Regions from separate parts of the Gossypium hirsutum genome. Here all the other regions are linked to region 2. A link is a contact called in public Hi-C data. All regions are on one chromosome and are shown on one strand. The core of a region is the stretch at or near the end of the contact, and the rest is flanking DNA. Distances in the headings are between cores, read along the strand shown. Region 1 has its middle 6.4 kb from the start of LOC121227747. Region 2 holds the start of LOC107886338 (vacuolar fusion protein CCZ1 homolog B). Region 3 has its middle 25 kb from the start of LOC107887617.

What was found. A called contact is a pair of places that touch in the nucleus more often than the background predicts.
Region 1: a Hi-C map of leaf shows a contact between it and region 2, with 2.7 times the contacts expected there. The contact joins the enhancer-like site here to the promoter of LOC107886338 in region 2. A contact is called at or near these places in 4 of 34 Hi-C or Micro-C datasets (all in leaf).
Region 3: a contact with region 2 is called in a Hi-C map of leaf, with 2.0 times the contacts expected there. The contact joins the enhancer-like site here to the promoter of LOC107886338 in region 2. A contact is called at or near these places in 3 of 34 Hi-C or Micro-C datasets (callus and leaf).

The regions. Positions count from the first base shown.
Region 1 is chrA03:73,331,866-73,334,727 of Gossypium_hirsutum_v2.1, forward strand. It overlaps the pseudogene LOC107886343. Among protein-coding and RNA genes, the nearest start is that of LOC121227747, 6.4 kb to the right of the region's middle. Within about 2 kb of position 1,421, at least 6 of the 9 cell types and tissues checked have an H3K27ac peak or open chromatin away from gene starts, as enhancers often do. A contact at or near this core is called in leaf, where this site is marked.
Region 2 is chrA03:73,690,641-73,693,763 of Gossypium_hirsutum_v2.1, forward strand. LOC107886338 (vacuolar fusion protein CCZ1 homolog B) reads right to left here and starts at 1,259. Exons shown (of 10, transcript XM_016810246.2): 1 at 1,129-1,259; 2 at 812-1,020; 3 at 607-700; 4 at 152-335. The coding sequence starts at 993.
Region 3 is chrA03:74,118,170-74,121,320 of Gossypium_hirsutum_v2.1, forward strand. It overlaps the pseudogene LOC107886302. Among protein-coding and RNA genes, the nearest start is that of LOC107887617, 25 kb to the left of the region's middle. Within about 2 kb of position 1,837, at least 8 of the 9 cell types and tissues checked have an H3K27ac peak or open chromatin away from gene starts, as enhancers often do. A contact at or near this core is called in leaf, where this site is marked.

The sequences.
Region 1 (2,862 bases), core at 171-2,670, 360 kb before region 2:
ATTCATCACATCTACCGAGTTTTCCATTCATTTTCATCATAACTGTGTACGTATACTCATCCAGCACACAATGCTTTCTTTTCATGTCTTCAAAAACCATGTACGTCTGATCAACCTGTCAAATGCTGCAGATCAGATTAGCACCTCAGGGCACTTGAAATGGATGCATTCAGTAACAATATCAAAACTAGTATTAGTGCACACACACACACACATATATATCTAAAGGGGGGAAACATGTTCTGATGCAAAATGTAAAAGTAAATACCATAATTATCAAATCTAGGGAAACAAGTAAAATATTTTACTTCTACGTAAGACAATCATGTTCAAAATAGTGTTCCCATTTTAGTTCTTAATTCATTTTGAGTCAATTAATTTAGATTTGCTGTTCAAGTAACTGTTTAAGAAGTAAACGCAAATAATAAGTAGCAAAAAGCAAGTAACAAAAACACCAAGAAAATGAGCCTTGAATCTATGCTTTTACAATCAACCACAGGATTTGCTTTTAAACCCCAAAATACTTGAAATCAGAAAACCAAAAGAAACCATTAAGCAGTAGTCAAAAGAAAACCAAATCGAATTTGTAAGAACATATCAATCAATTAAGAAGAGACTAAAATAAAGATCAAACCTTCCCATCCTTCGCCAAAGCATTCAACAACATGTTATAACCAAAGATATCTAACTTGTAACCTTTCCTCTTCATCTCCCCATAAACCGAAAACGCTTTCCCTGAGTCAAATGACCTTAAGTAAGCTTGAACCAAGCACTTATAAGTGTAAGCATTCATATTCAACTCCCATTTCTTCACTAGCCTCATACACGTGCCCAAATCCTCAGTGTTCCCGAAAAACCCTATAAGGATATTGACAGTGGAGATGTTTCCACGTATGCCGGACTTTTCCATGTCATCGAGGAGCGACCGTACGGTGTTGAAGCGATCGGGGCGCAAGGATTTGGAGAGGATGAGGAAGAGACGAGAATAGGTGAATGGGTCGTGGCGGAAATTGGGGGACAGGGAGGAGCAAAAGTGGAAGAATTTCAAGGCGAGGGAAGGGCAGTTTAGGGATTTAAGAATGAGGGAGGCTTCATTGGTGGTGAGGGTTGGGGAGAGGGACGAAAGGTACTGTGAGAGATCGGCGAAAGGGTTGGATTGGAATTGGGATTTGGTGAGGATGTGTGTCACTTTGCAGATGAGTTGGTAGCGTGGGATCGGGTAGCCGCGAGAGTCGGTGGCGACGGTAGGAAGGGAGACTTCGGCGGAGAGGGAGCGACCGCCCGGGGAAGTTGAGGTTATTTTGGCTATGTATTTGGTCGCGTAGTGGCGGCGGCTACTGGTTATAATGTGGTGGAATCGGCGACGGTTGGGACCGAGCATCACGGAGGGCTATTATTGCGCCACTTGCGATTCGCTCTACAAGGGTTCTTCGCCGTTTTGGTTCAAAAAATTGAGTGAAAATGAGGAGTCAAGATCAAGGACTCTTTAGGACAACAACTAAACAGTGACTACAAAATTTTGGTGTTAAAATTAGAAAAGGATGGTTTTTAAATAAACTTAGGGAAACTATTCGATCGAGTCGAGTCGAATTAAATTAAAAATTTTTAATTTAATTGAGTTGATAAATCCTATTTTAAAAATTAAACTCAATTTAAATTTTTTTCAAATTGAATCGGATCGAGTAAAAAAATCTTGAGTCGAGTTAACGAATCTTATTATTTATACAAAATATTGTGTTTACATGGATCGATTCTTTAACTAGTAGACGAAGTATAAATAACTTAATGGTTTTGACTTTTAACTTTGAAAAAGGTAAACATTTATCAAAACGACGTAGTTTTATCTTTTCTTATTCAGATTTTCAGATAACTCGAATTGTGTAATGCATATTCGAGTTAAATCAAAAAACTTAATTTTTTATTCGAGTTTATCCGAATAACTTGATTAACTCAAATAACTCGAACTATCTAATTCAAAATTTGAATTTTTTTATCGAGTTTTTCGAATTGAATCGGATTTTGCTCACTCCTACTTACATCACTTAATTTTCCGTTCAATTAATTGAATTATTTAACTGGCTAATTTAGCGATATATGTCGTTTTTTTAAAATTAGGGTTTCAATTTTTTAAAAAAAATTAAAGAAATAGATCATTTTTTAAGAAAAAAAAAGAAAACCGCGTCCAACTAGGTGTGTTTTCTACACCGTTGGCAAGAAAGCGTGTGCGCTTCCCCCATGGTTAATTCCAAGGGTAAAAAAAATTAAATGCTGAACAGTCCAAAATTTTTCCTATAAATACCACTAAATTTTACTTTTTTTCACTCACATCCTATTCTCTCAAATCTTTCTATTCTTTTAACTCTCTAAATTCTCTCAATTTTCACAAGCTCTTATTCTAAACTTTTCGATATTCTCATTTAAAAATATTAGTTTGTTTTAATTATTTTGTATTTTATTTGTTCAGATTAAGTTTTCACAAATAACAACCTCTTTAATTCATTTCGACGAGAAGCACATTTTCGCAGCTCAAGTAGTAATGGTAAGACAAAATTTTAAATTTCGTTATTTTTAATTAAGTTAAAATTAATTTTTTAATATTTTAAAATAATTTTTTTGTCATTATAAATAGGTGAATGATTCTATTTTGGAAGGGACCATACATAATTTAGCAATGCCTCCTATCACCGAACTTCGTGGTTACTTACACTCATCAACAAGTTGGTGGAAAAACGGAGGCCCAAAACACACACTTTCTATCTTATATGCAGCTAGTGTACAACCACACTCGAGGACATAGCGTTATAACTCGGTCTACTGGTGGATAGGCTAGTCATCATGGAATCAACGATCGTTCTCGGTAAA
Region 2 (3,123 bases), core at 9-2,508:
ACTTCAGCATTACCCCAGCAGCACTCATCCAAGGGAGACAGCTTTTGACATGCTGACAATTAGTGACTTGCAATGAAATATTTTGAATCAAAGACAAAATAACAATAAACTTAGCACAAGTTTCAAGCAGACATAAAATTTCATAACTTACCTCTTAGATAATCCATGATGAAAGGGTATAAATGAGCACGAGTTAGTCCTCCGCCAGGTTCTTTGTCAAGCAAAGCTCTAATAGATCCATGAAACATAATGAAAAGAGAGTGAATTTCCTTGAGAACCTCTCTTAATGCATCAATCCGCCATATGGCTTCCGGCTCCTTACTTTTCTCCACTATCTATAACAATAAATAGCAGATATCAGACATCAGACTTTCCCATCAAGGGACAAAATTTTACAGGTTGACCAAGATATATGTACTTTACTCTTTTTCCAACAAAATGCTGGTAATTACCGGAACACGTCTAAACAAGGTTTCAAGATTTCAAGACAATCTATTGACACCAATAACCAAACATTTGTACATCTATGCCTAAAATTACCATTCAGAAGCAAATGGACATAGAAAAAATATATATCATACTAGATAGTCACAACTACATTCATACCATAACCATCCAAATATCTGGCTCTGCCTCGTAAAAGACATGAGAGTGCCTCTCTGCCTCTATAACGTCGCAAGCAGCCTCCGGAGAGAAAATTCTGCAGAAAAAACTCTAATGTTTTTGTAAAAAGAACTAGCTAAACAAAGAAACTTTGTTCTAATCTTAAACTGAACACGATGGATCACGAAAGGGGTTCCTTAGTACTAACCGCGTGAATGTAATAAGCCCTTCGCTGAGCCCAACCACAGAGAGTTGAGTCGAAAAGGGCAAATCAGGAGGAAAGAAGTACAAAATTTTATCAAGTTCTTGCCCTTCATGTTGGCCTCTTCTCAAATCAAATATGCAGAGTTGCATGCCTTCAGTAGCAGTGCCAATAGACGACAAACCCATGAAACTAGCTAATTTGTTTCAATGAACCTGATTGAAATAAACAGAAAAAGGAAGATTGGAACGCAAAAAAAAGCTACACAATTATTAGGAAAGAAAAATTAAGAAAAAGCGACAGTGAGATGCCAAAACACTTACTCTGTAAAATTTGGCGATGAAGCTTCTCAGATCCTCAGTAGCCAAAGAACGAGAGCGAGTAGACTTGCGGTTTGGAGATGAACTTTGAATCGTAGGTGGAAGGAGTAATTGTTAGTTAATGAATAAAAATTAAATTAAAGAAGGGCAACTTTTGGGCTGTCATGGTAAAGCCCAATTTGAGTTGGGCATCAAGTTTGGAGCCTAAAGCCTACAACCACTCTTTTCAAATTGCTTAAATTTAAATTATCAAAAGCTAACTAAGAATTAGTTGAATATAATGGTAAGGCACATTGTATTATTAAGGAAAGAGCTTAAGCTCAAATTTTGAAGACAACATTTTTTTGGAGGGACAGCCACGAATTTTGAAGGGATATCAATTTGGTTTGATTTTTAGTTTTTTATATAGTTTTTTTCTAGACTTATTTTGAGAAATTAAAGTTATTTTTATAATTTTTTAATATTATTTGATAAAGTTTTAAAGAATAATTTTTCAAATAAATAAACAATAATCAATACATATTTTTTATACAAAACTCTTAAATAATTTTGACTATTTTAAATTTTATTTATTTTTTATATCATAAAAATTAGATTTAATTATAAATTAAATAAAAACTAGAATTCGATTTGATTACAAGTAAACACAATTTTTTAATTTGCATTTCATAAACTATTCAAACACTACAATTTAGATCAATTTTTGGTTTTTTAATTTTTCTCACTCGAACCTATAGTAAACTAGATTAATGGCACATGTGGGTGAAAATAATTAAAATATATATTTATTAAAAATCCATATAAAAATAATTGATGCTTTGATTATAATAATAAAGTTAAATATTTATCATGTATGGTGTTTTAGGTTCATATATTATTATAATCAAATATTTATGAATTTATTATATAGAAACACAAACACACCCTCATAGAAATATATATATATACATTTACATTTGAGAGGGTATTTACAAAGTGAGTCGTATACATACCTTGGAAGTTAGGTACTATTGATAAATTAGAAAATTTTAAGTGTTACTAAATTAGATATTAATTTTTAGTATTGAATTTATGTTGTTAATCTTTTTATATATTTATAAAAATTAAGTACCTTGACATTATAATTTTTATGCGTCGTTTTTAGAATTAGACCAACTAGTTGATTTGGGAGTTGATCGGGGTATAGGTCCTAAATAAGGGATCAGATCGACTAATTGTGAACCGGTTAAATCGATTAAACCAATTGAACTGGCTATCAAGTCGAGTGAACCAATTTTTCCTTTTTTTTCCTCTTTTATATCATTAATAAATTTATTCAATTAAACAGGATGAACTGATTAGAACATGAATCGATTGTCTAATTAATTTAACCATCGGTTCAATTCTGAAAATATTGCTTTTGTGTAACAAAAAAAAAGAATTATATTATAAAATAAAGAGAGATGGAGAGAATAAAGAACAAAAGAAAATATGAAAACAATAGATTATGTACTTTATTGATCGAAAGGGGTATTACAATTTTTCATCAGAGTCTCTATTTATAGGCATAAGAAGTATAAAAGAAGTAGATATCTAATTCTAATAACTATTAGAATTTAAAGTACACCAAAATTTTATCTTGATCATGATGGGCATCCACTTCATAAGATATTCATAACCCTTCTCTTTGAATGTCCATTGGTAGATAATGTGCCTCGTTAAAACCTCATTAAGAAAAACCCTGTGGGATAAAAACAAAGGAAAAAGAGTAGACAATCTATAATATGCATAATATATTGCCTCATTAAAAAACTTATCAGGAAAACCTAATGGGACAAAACCTCAGTTAAGGGAAAAATAGTACAACGTGTATTTATTCCTCCTCATGAAAACATCACATACTTTCTCATATTCTACGTATTCAATCTTGAATACTAGTTTTTCAAATGACTATTTGAATGTATTGCTAGGCATTTATATCACCATTCTTTTGAAAATCATGAGTGAGGAAAATTTTTG
Region 3 (3,151 bases), core at 587-3,086, 430 kb after region 2:
GGCATCAGCCTCGACATGTGAGCCAGTGTAAGACCATGTTTGGAACATGGCATCGGTAATTCACCCTCTTGTGTAAAGCTTGTCAAATATCCTTTAGTATTTCAAATGGTTTCACGGGCTATTTTAAAAGCTTATGACAATGATATAGAATGATATAATCATGTTGTGAGTGGTACAGGTTCTTATTTGAAACTCATGAGATTTGAGTCAGTTATGAATGACGCGAGTAAGTTCTAGTTATGAAAATGATCTTGGGACGATATTGAAATCTTTAGTTTATACTTGCGATATATATAAGCATGTAGTGATATTTACCCATGTTCACTCAAGAATGTTGTGTGGATTTATAATATGCATGGTTGATGTAGTTACTTACTTATATGCAACTTACTAAGCGTTATGCTTACTCCCTCTCCTTTCTATTTCCTTACAGTGCCACCAAGCTAGTATCGGAGATCAAGGGACGTCGGAGGCATCGATCACACTATCACTTGAACCTTTAGTATAGCTAGTTTAACATTTGATTTTGGCATGTATAAGGACTTGAATCTTTTGTTCAATGTCTTGTTAGTTTAGCCACAAGGGTTGGCTCATATAATGGATGTGATATTCATTTTGTATAGGCCATTAATGTTAGCTAATATTGATTATTATTAAATGCATTTGATGCAAATTTCTCATGGTTGTGGTTGATTTGGTTATATGTGTTATGCTTGGATTGGTTTTGGTTGATATTGTGTAGGTTGGTGCAAGTAAGGGTGGCAAAAAGGCTTGGTAAATAGCCTTATTTTTGTCCACACGGGGAGACACACAGGTGTGTGTCTAAGCCGCGTTTGACACATGGTCTGCCTCATGAGTGTGTAGTCTAGTCATGTGTCTCCTGCACCTTAATTTTACAAGTCATTATGCATGGTAGTAAATATATGGGCAGAGACACGGCCGTGTGTCTCAGCTGTGTGGAGGACACGGCCTAACATACGGGCGTGTGCCTTGGCCGTGTACCCTTAATTAGTTGATGATATTAGAAACAGAATGTCAATGTTTTTGTACACGGGCTGAGACACGGGCGTGTCATGGCCATGAGAAGGACACGGGCCATGGACACAGGTGTGTGCTAGGCCGTGTGAATACCTCTATAGGTTCGAATCGAAAAATAAATTCGCACGGGCTAGGGACATGGGCGTGTCCCGATATGTTCAGGCCGTGTGAGTCGCACAGGCCTTCAACATGGCCATGTTAAGAAGACACACGGGCGTGTGCCCCTATCAACTTAAAATTTTACAAAGTTTTCTAGAATGCACTGATTAGTCTCGAATCAATTTCAAAGTGTGTTCGGGGCCTCGTAAACCTATAGTAGGGACATTAAGGCATTATGAAAAGTTTTAATTTGGAGCGAAATTTCATATCTAGAAAGTGTATGTTTGTATGTATTTAAGTTCGGTAACACCTTGTATCATGTCCCGGCGTCGAACTTGGATAAGGGGTGTTACAATTTATGAAATTCATGAAAGCCTATTTAACAGTAATTTTAAAAATGGTAAGGAATTTATGAGTGTTAATAATTATGGTTTCTATACTTTGTAAATATATATTACATTGAAATCCAATTAATTTTTTCATAATATATACCATTTATATAACAAATGGAATTCCAAGCACAAAATAAAAGTATTGTGAAATTTAGAACCAAATTAAAAATGGAGGACCTCGTATGAAATTAATCCCAAAAGATTGCATTTTTTAAGGGAAAATGATGCCTGTGGGGCATCAGTGGCAGCAAGCCCACATGGCCGACATCCACATCTCCCACACACATTGAGTGGGCGCGGTAAGAAGTCTTAAGATAAGATTGATAAATAAATAAAAAAATAAAAACGTAAAAGTGTGAATACAAGAATGATGAAATATTGTGGTTTTGGTCCCCAGCTCATCTCCAACTTATTCCATCAACATCTTCTATTTCATTCTTTCAAATTTCTACCAACTTCTCTTTCTCCACCAATTACTAAAACAAAACTCATAAATTTTGAATTATGATACACAGTGACAACAACGTATCTGCAAAAATCTTAAAAATTCGATCTAGTTTTACTTTGAAAAGCAAAGAAGAAAGTGGGAAAGCAATATACATAAATAAAATGTGCATTAAACTATTACTACAACATAAATAAATCTAAAAAAAGAAGAAAAAAGGAAGAACAGATCAAAGCAGAGCCAAGGGAAAAAAACCTTTCTACTTTATTTCTTTAGATATATATTATTCAAGGTACTATGATGTACAGGCAAAACACTGTTCCCTTTCAAAACGACCCCCGCATTTCTTTCTCCAAACATCTTTCTCTTTCTTTTTTCTTTATTTGTGGTCGTTACTTTTTGTGCTCTGCTGCGAGATTTGTTACTGGTCAATCTGCAGGATTTGATTTTAATTTAGAAAAAATATAAACAGTGAAGGTGCTCTTCTCAATTTGCCTTTGTTGCTTTAAACTAAAACACCACTTTCATGCTTGGAAGCTAACATGATTAGTGTTGTTCCTCTGTGAAATCCCATTTTTTATTAAATATAGCAAGAGAAAAAAAAGAAAACCTCATTTAATGAGATATTTTTGGAGTTTGAGCTGTTTTGCATCTTTTGGAACTCATGCTTGTCTCTGGGAATTGATAACTTTCCTTGTATGGTGAGTCCATGTTAAGCTTAGATATGAAGTGGGTATCAAAGAAAGAAGAAGAAAAACAAGTTGAGATGGTATTGTGCATTTGGTAATGGGTCTTAAATTGCAGCAAAGCCATCACCACCAATCAGTGGCTGTCAAAGGGAATGAACAAATGGGGACCAAAAGAGGATACACATTTATTCAGTCTAACAGGGCTTGGTTACCAAAATTTCTTTTGCTTTGGGTAATGGTGATGGGTTTTATCAGCACTTGGATCTACAAAAAAATGGATGCTGACAACAACGTGAGGAGGGAAGAAGTACTAAGTAGCATGTGTGACCAAAGGGCGAGGATGTTGCAGGATCAGTTCTGTGTTAGTGTTAACCATGTTCATGCCTTAGCCCTTCTTGTCTCCACTTTCCATTACTACAAGAATCCATCTGCTATCGATCAGGTTTGTAAAATTTAGTTTTGGTCTTGAAAATCCTGAATGACATATG